2 separate regions of the Bos taurus genome follow, and region 1 is linked to region 2. The links are chromatin contacts, called in public Hi-C maps. All regions are on one chromosome and are shown on one strand. The core of a region is the stretch at or near the end of the contact, and the rest is flanking DNA. Distances in the headings are between cores, read along the strand shown.

Region 1 (5,305 bases), core at 2,213-4,712, 160 kb after region 2:
TACAGGGAAGGAAATTGAAGCTCAGAAAGGTTAAGCAACTTGCCTAAGATTGCACAGGATGAGGATCTAAAGCCAGCCAGCATGGCCTCAGAGCCTGTGTTCTTGCCATGGATGCTATACTGTTGCCCTAGCTGATCCTGAGCCACATCCCTGGCTCTCTGCTTCTTTAGCAGAGGACTCCTCCCACTTACTCCCAACAGGAGGGTAGAGGCTTGGTCACCAAAAGCCCTGGGTGTATGAATAGAAGGCAAGCCTGTTGGGTACCTAGCTCAAGGCGCAGGGCAGGCCCATTCCCAGCCAGGGCAGCGTCGTGGGCAGCAGGAAGTGCAGGCAGGCTGTTGTGGAACTCCCAGCGCTTCATCTGCAGCTGCTGCAGCCAGTACAGCATCGCTTGCTTGGTGGCAGCCTGAGAAGCACAAGGGTTAGTTGGCAAGGCCCTGTGCCCACACGGTGGGACTGGGTGAGGGATGTGAGAAGGTCATGGGAAGTTTGGCAACTCTCTCCTTCCTGAGAAAACAAAAAACAAAACAAAACACTGCCACTGTGGATAGGTGCCCATCTTTGAAACACCACATGCTCCTCAGTCATAGAAGATAACCAGGCTCTGATCTTCCACTCAGAGATATCTTAACCTTTCTGGGCCTCAGTGTTTTCATCTGTACTATGGTGATGATAACACTCGGTCCATAAGGTGGTTATAAGGGTGAAATGAGGGAAGGAAAGTGTCCAGCAGAGTTCCTGACATGCAGCAGGAGCTCCAAATGTGCTCACTGGATAAAAGAGTTTGGAGACATTGAGAGAGAGGGAGAGAGCTTTGAAATTCTGACTTGGCTGGGGCCCGGGTAGCATCACTACCTTCTTGTGTGACATCTCAGTGTCCTAGTCAACTTTGTGGAGTGAGGAGAATCCCCCCCTTTCTGAGGATGATACGACTGGGACCTGGAAAGTCACATGCGCTCAACAACAATTCAGTGGCACCTCCAGGCAGCCCACACAAGGTACACCTGACACTGGTCATCAGTCCCCTGGTACTGGATGGTCCACACACCTACTCTCACATCCATTACGTTGCCTGATCCTCCACTGGGGAAGCAGGGCAGGAGTGCTTGGCCCCTGCTATAGATGGAGAAACTTGGAGAAACTAAGGCTGTGAGGTGGCCCAGGCAGGTGGTGGTAGAGCTGGTCCCAGAACCCAGGTCTCCCACTTCTAAGCCAGAGACCTGTTATAATTTATGGCCAGGAGAGTGTGACTTACAGAGAGAAGGCCTGGGATCAGATGGGCTGCAGAAGCTGGGCAGCTCGCTAGGATTGGAAGGTAAGCCTCACAGAGATGACCACAGTCAAGGCCGTGTGAGAATATAAGCAAGCAACCAGGGCAAGCCCTCTTCTCAAGAGGGCCAGGGGTGAGGTGTGCAGAAGGCAGGAGGCTCCATGAAAGGGGCCCTCAGCCTGCCATGGAGGGATCAAATCAGATAAAATGCTGTCCACCATTCTCTTTCTATATATCAAAGCTTTCCCTGAGAGACCTCAGCTTCTTCCAGGGCTTCACCATGACCTTGTGCTCACAAACTCCCACTCATACCCAAACATCCCATTTTATTAATTCTCTGGACATGTGTATATTGAGCATCTATGGTATGTGTCAGGGACTGTGGTAGGCAGTGGAGACACTGGTGAGCCCACATGGCCCCTCTCCTCTTGAAACTTAAGAATCTACCAAGGGGACATATGACTGCATGTCCTGTTGTTTCCTCAATTGGGGTTCCCTCCTGTCAGTGACTGGCCCAACCAGGCAGTCAGCCAGTTACACAAGCCATCCTTGACTCCTCTCTCATATCCATAGCCACCTGCATATGTCTCCTTCCCCAATGCTACAGCTCAGCCATCATTTTCTCCTGATGGACTGTCACCCACCCCCCACTGCAGCCTGGTCACAAGACTGGCCTAGTCATTAAAGTGCAACTAAAAGCTGTGAGCTATATCCAGGGGGCTCAATAGATTCTCCATTGGCTGGAAGTAGAGGTGGGAGGGAAGCAGTCTACTGGCACACTCCTCTCTGAGTGTGAATTCCAGAACTCCTAGCCCACACCAATCTTTCTTTCCAGTTAAGTTCTAGGCACTTTCACTGGACAAGAAGTTTCTGACCTTGGTTCTGTTACTATGTGTGCTCAGTCAACAAATACGTATTGTGCACCCACTAGATGCCAGCAGTAGTATAGGCTGAGATTAATTCCGCAACTTGTGATGTGCCAGGTGCTTACATACCTTGTTTTAGTCTCACAAACTACCTCGGTACTAAGAGGTTAACTTGCCCAGAGTCACACAGTTAGTAAGTAGCTGATGCAGAATTTGAATCCAAGCCTGTCTGATTTCAAAGCGCATGGCCTTTGCAATGCTTCAGGCTTTTCCAGTTAAATATGATAATAAAACAGAACTTACTGATGAGAAAACAGGTTTGGCTATGCTTCAATGAACAATGTAGGTTGATCAGTGAAACCTAAGTGTTTATCTCCCAATCTCTGCCAATGTTTTCTCAGCATTCACTCCCCTTGGCTACAACATCAAGAAAAGTAATTCAGAATCCAGGCCTTGAAAGAGGATTGTAAAGCTCATATCTTGACTATACTTCAGCCCTAAGTAAGAAAGTTATGGTAACTGCCTAGTTTTTTGTTGTTAAGCTGGTTAAGTTTTGTCTGACTGTTTTGCAACCCAATGGACTGTATCCTAAAAGTTTTGATAAGGTACTGAGAAGTAGGGAAGCTATGAGATTCCAAGTGTGGGCTACACTACTTTTTAGTGGTGTGACTCAAACCAGTCCCTTTACCCCTTTATGACTCAGTTTTTTGATCCGTAATATAGGTCCATCATCCCGGCCTTTACTGCAGGAATCTAATGAGGAAATGGGTGTGAATGCGCTTTGAAAAACACAAAACCCTGGGCACCCAGGGTTCACTGAGGTGATCGGGGTCGGTGATTATGGTAAGTTTATTGTGACCACCCACCCGTGCTCAGCGGTGCCCTGGGATCCCATCCCGGCCAAAAAGGGAAAACAGTGCTCCATTTACCTTCAAGGTAATTATCCTGTTGGGAGTCTTGATTTCGAAAGTCCCCTCCTCGGCGTCCGCCTTGCAATCAAACACCGCACTGGAGAGGTCGATGCTGTCCAACGGATTCGCATCCTGCGCGGTCCGCGAATAATACAGGTGACATTTCCTCTCGTCGAAGAAGAACCAGCGGGATTTCCAGCCCCGGATGGGCCCCTTGCCACCAAACTTACTTAAATATCCACAAAGCTTTGGGGGGGTCGCCTCCAGGGGCCGGGTACAGCCCTCCGACTCCTCCGAAAGCGACACCTCGGGAACCTTGGCCGAGCCAGCAGGCTCTTCGGACCACGGGACGGAGGAACCAGACTCCGCGGGGCTCTCCTGCGCGCCCTCCATCGCAGAGGGACTGGAGGTTAGTGGCCCAACCCCACTCAAATCTTGAAAACTCAGGTGATAACCTTCCAAAAGGGAGTGATCCGACGGGGGCGGGGCCAGTGGCGACCCGCCTCCAGGAGACGACGGAGGGACTCGGTTGGCTGCAGCTTGTGAGCCTCATAGATCGAAAGCCCAGTAGGGGCGGATGGCCACGCCCATTCGGACCTCGGCCGCCAGGACACGCCCCGGCACGCCCTCTGCCGGCTCCTCCTTTCCCGCCTACTTCAGGCTTTTCCTCGTTGCCTGTGCGCCATCTTTACTGGGGGCAGCTTCCGGCATGAGGCAGTCCACAGGTTGAAGGCGTGGTGTCTCTGAATTAGTTAACCCGCGGAAGGGAAGCTGAAAGAGACGCGGGTCCTCCGGTACACTGCTCTGGTAACTCGCGTAATGGCGTGGAAGGGTGGTCCTTTCTCGCGCCTCATGGGCCTCCCGCCTTTTCTCCCCAGGTACCGCTCCGGTCACCGTCGGACGGCGGACCGCGCGGCTATTGGCTGAAAGGGACGCCCTGCTCAGTGTCGCCACATCCGGCACTGCTCTCGGCTTGTGGGGCTCGTTGGCTCAGTACCCGCGGCTGTTTATTCGTGATTCACCCCTGACCGCGGCGGCCTCTCCGCCCTCCGTCCCAGCCTCCTTTTCTGGCTGCTTGCGTTACCTGGGGCGCCTGGTCCGGCTGCTACCCTGACTGGGGCTGGACTCAGCAAATTGTTTACACAGACAAATAGGCCCTGATTAACTCGTTCAACCTCATGTCTCATTCTACCACTTGACCTAAAGTTTTTCCCCTTCCCTCCTGTCAGGCGCATCTCTTCTCTTAGGCTGTAGAACCCATTTCTGTCCACCTCTTTCGAGGCATCACGGTGCCCTAGCCCTTTCTTAGCTCCTCTCCCTTTAGCTTCTCTTTCTCTGCTGCTGCTGCTAAGTCGCTTCAGTCGTGTCCGACTTTGTGCCCACCAGGCTCCTCTGTCCCTGGGATTCTCCAGGCGAGAATACTGGAGTGGGTTGCCATTTCCTTCTCCAATGCATGAAAGTGAAAAGTGAAAGTGAAGTCGCTCAGTCGTCCTCGACTCTTAGCGACCCCATGGACTGCAGCCTACCAGGCTCCTCCATCCATGGGATTTTCCAGGCAAGAATACTGGAGTGGGTTGCCATTGCCTTCTCCAATCCTTAACAAAATTCTCGTTTCCGGGTAAATTATGCCCAGAGACTGAGACTGTCTTTGCCAGTACAGTAATTTTTTAAATACAGGTTCACTGCAGAAATTATAATTTATAGTAACAGTATTTCCCAAGTTCCTAGTATACGGGATAATGTCTCTTAATAAGCAAATGAAAAGAAGTAACATCCTCCCAACTGTAAAAGGGCCACAAGGTTAAAACTGTTTTGATAGATGATTTCTAAAACTGTTTTTCCTATCTTCCCCTTGTGTTGCTGGGAACTAAATTTGCATTCTTTGTTACTGATTAATGCTGGCGGGCCTTCTTGCTAGTTTTGCTTGTTCCTTTTAACCCCAGTCTCAAGACTTTCCTTAAATACTCCTGGTTTCTCCCAGAAAGCAGGACGGTAATTTTCAGGAAGTTAGTCTGCTACTGTCCTCATTTGCTGTCAAATCAATAAATTTCGTTTTCCTCTATCCTTAGAACCTTCCCATTATCTTCAGTCTGTATTGGGAAGGAGGACTGAATTTTCATTACAAAATCAGTGATATGTTAATTATACTGTTGTTCCAGCCAAAGGGGGGTTTGAAAGCAATAAAATCCAAATTTAGTTCAGGTGTACCTTTCTATGAGTTGGTTCCTGGTATAGTCAGTCATTCCTTCCAGTTGGGT
Region 2 (5,982 bases), core at 1,485-3,984:
TAGAGCATAGGCTCAGTAGTTGTGGCCTATGGGCTTAGTTGCTCCGAGGAATGTGGGATCTTCCCAGACCAGGGATTGAACCTGTGTCTCCTGCACTGGCAGGCAGATTCTTTACCACTGAGCTATCAGGGAAGCCCCTTCCATCTGCTTTTAACAACTGAACTTTTTCAAGAAAAGATCCATTTTTGCCTCCTCTGTTTCCCCATCATCCCTTGGCCACCAAATCTGTTTTCTCTAGCATTCCCCCTGCTCCCATGTTCTCCACTGAGTTCTTGCTCCTCATTCTTACGCACTGCTCTGGGCCTTCAGCTCTGTGGGTCTCTCCTCCTCAGGACACACTCTGCTTCTCTGTCCTTCCAGGGCAGCTGCACAAGGCTCACTCCTCCACTGCTCAGTCCTCTGCGCACTCTCTCCTTCAGGAGTCAACCTAGTCAGTCTTTCCTCACTCAGAATGGCTTCTGGATTTCTATCTCCAGCCCAGACCCACACTGAGCCTCAGAGCTGCCTCTCCTCCTACCTAATTAACAGTTTCACCTGTATATTTATTTTTAATATTTATTTACTTTGTCTATGCCTCGTGGGACCTTCAATCTTCTGTTGAAGCATGTGGGATATTTAGTTGCAGTGTGTGGGATCTAGTTCCCTGACCAGGGATTGAACCTGGGGCCCCTGCCTTAGAAGCCTGGTCTTAGCCACTGGACCACCAAGGAAGTTCCTCACCTGCATATTTATACCAAGTGTCCCAACCTACCCTTCTCCCTTCCACCCAGAAATGCCTCTTCCTCTCCCTTCCATTGTTGTTACTTTGCTCATTAGTTCTGGAAGTCAAGAGGAGAATCAAGTTTGCTTTTTCCTTCAAACTTATTTCTCAATTTTGTTTGCAACTCAGTATACGGTATTTCAATACGTGAACCATGAACTTCCAGATGTTCAAACTGGTTTTAGAAAACCAGAGGAACCGGAGATCAAATTGCCAACATCTGCTGGATCATTGAAAAAGCTAGAGGGTTCCAGAAAAACATCTATTTCTGCTTTATTGACTATGCCAAAGCCTTTGACTATGTGGATCACAATAAACTGGAAAATTCTGAAAGAGATGGGAATACCAGATCACCTCACCTGCCTCTTGAGAAACCTATATACAGGTCAGAAAGCAACAGTTCGAACTGGACATGGAACAACAGACTGGTTCCAAATAGGAAAAGGAGTACATCAAGGCTGTATATTGTCACCCTGCTTATTTAACTTATATGCAGAGTACATCATGAGAAACGCTGGACTGGAAGAAGCACAAGCTGGAATCAAGATTGCTGGGAGAAATATCAGTAACCTCAGATATGCAGATAACACCACCCTTATGGCAGAAAGTGAAGAGGAACTAAAAAGCCTCTTGATGAAAGTGAAAGAGGAGAGTGAAAAAGTTGGCTTAAAGCTCAACATTCAGAAAACGAAGATCATGGCATCTGGTCCCATCACTTCATGGGAAATAGATGGGGAAACAGTGGAAACAGTGTCAGACTTTATTTTTTTGGGCTCCAAAATCACTGCAGATGGTTATTGCAGCCATGAAATTAAGACATTTACTCCTTGGAAGGAAAGTTATGACCAACCTAGATAGCATATTCAAAAGCAGAGACATTACTTTGTGAACAAAGGTCTGTCTAGTCAAGGCTATGGTTTTTCCAGTGGTCATGTATGGATGTGAGAGTTGGACTGTGAAGAAAGCTGGGAGCTGAAGAATTGATGCTTTTGCACTGTGATGTTGGAGAAGACTCTTGAGAGTCCCTTGGACTGCAAGGAGATCCAACCAGTCCATCCTAAAGGAGATCAGTCCTGGCCGTTCACTGGAAGGACTGATGCTGAAGCTGAAACTCCAATACTTTGGCCACCTGATGCGAAGAGTTGACTCATTGGAAAAGACCCTGATGCTGGGAGGGATTGGGGGCAGGAGGAGAAGGGGAAAACAGAGGATGAGATGGCTGGATGGCATCACCGACTCGATGGACATGAGTTTGGGTAGACTCTGGGAGTTGGTGATGGACAGGGAGGCCTGCGATTCATGGGGTCGCAAAGAGTCGGACACGACCAAGCGACTCAACTGATAGGGTACTGCAAGAGCCCTAGGCTGGAAGGCAATCCAGGGTCCTAGTCCCAGCTCCACCGTGGCTTTCTGGATGGCTTGTGGACAAGTCAGTGAACTTTTTGAACTTTATGCATCTCATATAATAGGACCAGCAACCACTTATCGAAAGCTTACAGGCCAAGTACTGTGATCAGGGTGATCTATACGCTATCTCACGAATCTTGGGATGTACAGTCTATAATTTTTCCAGTTCAGAGAAAAAGGAAAATAAAGCTCAGAAGGGTAAGGTATTCATGATCAAGAGCAGGGGTGGGCTCGAACCAGCTCTGTAATTGTAACTCCAGAATTCATTCTTTCCATTACACCGTAGGGCGCATTCTCTCCACGCCCAAGGAAGCCAGCCTTCAGCCTCCTTAGGGGAATGTTTGCTCACCGATGCAGGCACTCTACGACCGTCAGAGGTTACGCTCGCGGCTGTGAGCCGCACTCCAAGCTCCAGAGAAGGCTGTTGGACTTCCTCTTTCCGCCGCACCTCTCTACTGCAGGGTGGCTCCGCCCCCTAATCTGATTGGCTGTCGGGAGCGAGGCCGTGCTTGGGGATTGGCTGCCCGGCGGCCAAGGACTGACGTGGCGGGGCCGGTGTGTGGGTCTCGCTGGGCTACGGACCTAACGCTCTAAGGAGGTGGCGGGACCCTGACTGGCGGTGCAGCAGGGAAGCGTAAGCCACCACCATGCCGCTGGAGCTGGAGCTGTGTCCTGGGCGCTGGGTGGGCGGGCACCATCCATGTTTTATCATTGCCGAGATCGGCCAGAACCACCAGGGCGATCTGGACGTGGCCAAGCGCATGATCCGCATGGCTAAGGTGAGGGGACGGTCTAGACAACTCGGGCACTAGCCCGGGGGCGGGGGCCGGGGTAGGGAAGGGCCTGGAGGAAGAGCGGCCTGGGCCGGGGTGGGGCGGGGCTGCGCAGAGACCGAATCATCCTCGCTCTGCCTCTCTGTGCCCTGCATCTGGCCTGGCGTCCAGCTCTCCAGGTCCACTAACAAACGTTTCGAATCCTGTTCTTCATCCCTTTGCCACCCTCCTGATTTGTTTGCGTTACTACAGTTGCTCCCTAACCCGACCTCTCTCGCCCCTTTCTGGTGGCAGAATGATCTTTCTGCAACACAGATTTGATGAGCCTTCAGTGGCTATGCACTGCCACTGTAGAGTCGAAACCCTTTAATAAAGTCTTCAAGACTTTAATGACCTGACCTCTTCCAGCCTATCATTTTTTAAATCTCTGACATTTTCTGCGACAGTGAATTACTTCCAGGAAGTTCCTGAAGTTGCTGTTGTCTCTCTCATCTGCCATTCCTTGTAATTACTTCATAGAATTTTGAGAATAAAAAAGATGTAAAGCTCTTAGTACAGTACGTGGCAAATAGGACTCAATACATGTTAGCTATTAGTGATATGATGTTAATGAACGCTCATGCTCCCACTTCTCTTGGACGCTTTCTCCAACTCCTCCTGTCAGAGTTGGGTTCCTGTAGTTTTTCCCATGGCATTGCATTGTCAATGTCTGTTTAAACTTTCTCTGTTAGACTGTGAGTGCTCTGAAGGGGGGACCTGTCACATTCTTCATTGTAAACTCAGTCCCCAGCATAAGATCTGCACTGTGATTCCTTGATTTAGAGGTAGTTCACTAAATCTTTTTTTCCTTTCACTTCCCTTCAGCCAGAGTTGTTCTGTCATTCATAATTAGGTTTTCTTTTACTCTTTCAGGACTTAACTCTGCTTTTATGGAACCCTACAGAATCATAAAGATACTTTATTTGGGGACTTCACTGGCACTGCAGTGGTTAAAACTCTACTTCTACTGTAGGGGATGTGGATTTGATCCCTGGTTGGAAAACTAAGATCCTGGGTGCCACGTGGCCAAAAAAAAGAAATACTTTTATTTTAAATTTTTATTTAATCATTGAAGTATAATTGATTTGCAATAATATTAGTTTCAGGTATACAACATAGTGATTCAATATTTTTATAGATTATACTCTTCCATTTAAAGTTATTGCAAAATAATAGTTGTATTTCCCTGTGCTGTAAAGTATATCCTTGTTGCTCATTTATTTTATACATAGTAGACGGTACTTCTCAATCCCACACCCCTTTCTTGTCCATCACTCCTTCCCTCTCCCCACTGGTATCCATTTGTTTGTTCTCTAGATCTGTGAGTCTGTTTGAAACCTAAGTTTCCATCAACAAACGAATGGATAAAGATATAGTGTGTATGCACAATGGAATATTATTCAGCCATAAAAAAGAGTGAAATTCTGTCATTTACAACAATGTAAATGGACCTGGAGGATACTATGCTTAATGAAACAAGTCAGAGAAAAACAAATACTATATGTTATCACTTATGGGTGAAATCTAAAAAGTAAAATACACTTTTAAAGAGTAACAATTGCTAACATTTTTTAATGCTTACTGGGTCAAGTGCCTTAAATGCACCACCTAACTTTCAAATTTGATGCAAAGGGTGTGTTACACCTTGACTTATTTGTCAGTTTGCTTTTTTGCCAGTAGAGAAGCAATAAAAGCTTGAACAAAGAAACCATCAGCAGTGGGGTAAAACAGGGACAGTGATTGTGTTTTCTGAACCTAGAGTTGACCATAGCATTAAACAGATACAGAAATGTACCTCATTTACGAAAGAAGTGGAGAAAAGAAGGGGAGGAACTTTCTGTCCTCCCAGTACAACTGCTGTCGTGTGGGATGTGGTAGAACTTTCTCTGATCTCTCCTCATTAGTACTTTCTGCTGTTTTACTTCACTTTACTACTTCCTATAAAGGGAAGGTTTGCCTAGACGGAGACAAGCTTTGTAACCTCTTGAGCGTAAGTCTGCTTCTTGAGGCAGACATGAGAAGCAAAGGAGGGAAGCATTGCGCTAGGAAGACCATGTCGTGCAGCCTCCAGGAAAGCCCTCTGGCCACCTCTGCCAGAGTCTCCGCACAGTTTTGGTCAGGTCCCTCTAGGCCTTGGGGTCTTTATCTAGACAATGAGGACTCTGTCGTCCAAGGTCACTTTCAGGTCTAATGTTCTTTGAACTTCTTTCTAGCATCAAGTTTTGACCATGCCATTTTGTGGCTTTTCCAGGAGTGAAAGTGACGCTCTGAGCACAGACGTTTCTGGAGCCCAGGTTTGACCTGTGTGTCTGTAGCAGTGTCAGTGAGCTGAGACTTGAGAGAGTTTCCCTTAATCTTTCTACCGAGTGATTAAAAAAAAAAAACAATTTTGAGAGCTTGGAGGCTGACTGGCAATAAAATTATAGCTTTTAGAGTCAGATAATCCAGCTTTTATATTATAGCTTCTGTTCAGTAAAGCTGGGGCATTTCTAAATTTTTCTGCTTGCCGTTACCCCAGAATCTCTTGTTCAAACAAGATGCCATATAGAAACCACATGTGCAGAACAGCTAACAGCCACCCCCATCAGGGGCTCCTCAGAAAGTTATAGGCCTTGGAGCTGTTCCACATGGCCATTTGTACAGATAGAGAAACTGAGGCCAGAGATAGGGAGTGACTTATCTAGGAGAGTCAGAGTTAAGGCAGATTCTTTTCCCCCTAAATTCTGGTCCAGTGCTCATATCCTCTGCTGAGTTATACAACTTAAAATCTTGATTGTTTGATTAATTATTTTTAATAGTATAATGTAAAGCAAAGTCCCCCCTGCCTTTTTTTTTTTTTACATTTTAAGAGGGAAAAACAGAGGGGAACTCCTATCCCCAGCCTTTTCTTCTTTTGAGACTTCCTTGCTTCTGTTTCTCTTCTTTGGGAGTTCTTAAGAACTCCATCATTCGATGTTGGCATTTGTTTGTTTGTTAAATGTTTGTTTATTTACTGATTTGTTT

Evidence for each region. Hi-C and Micro-C count contacts between places; a contact is called where the count stands out from the background.
Region 1: a Hi-C map of liver shows a contact between it and region 2, with 2.5 times the contacts expected there. The contact joins the promoter of TBC1D2 here to the promoter of NANS in region 2. A contact is called at or near these places in 4 of 11 Hi-C or Micro-C datasets (blastocyst, liver, skeletal muscle and 1 more).

The regions. Positions count from the first base shown.
Region 1 is chr8:63,354,305-63,359,609 of ARS-UCD2.0, forward strand. It overlaps TBC1D2 (TBC1 domain family member 2), which reads right to left and starts at 3,463. Exons shown (of 13, transcript NM_001101981.1): 1 at 3,066-3,463; 2 at 265-406. The coding sequence starts at 3,440. It overlaps LOC132345966 (a long non-coding RNA gene), which reads left to right and starts at 3,718. Exons shown (of 4, transcript XR_009495600.1): 1 at 3,718-3,854.
Region 2 is chr8:63,190,222-63,196,203 of ARS-UCD2.0, forward strand. It overlaps NANS (N-acetylneuraminate synthase), which reads left to right and starts at 2,735. Exons shown (of 6, transcript NM_001046482.1): 1 at 2,735-2,946. The coding sequence starts at 2,815.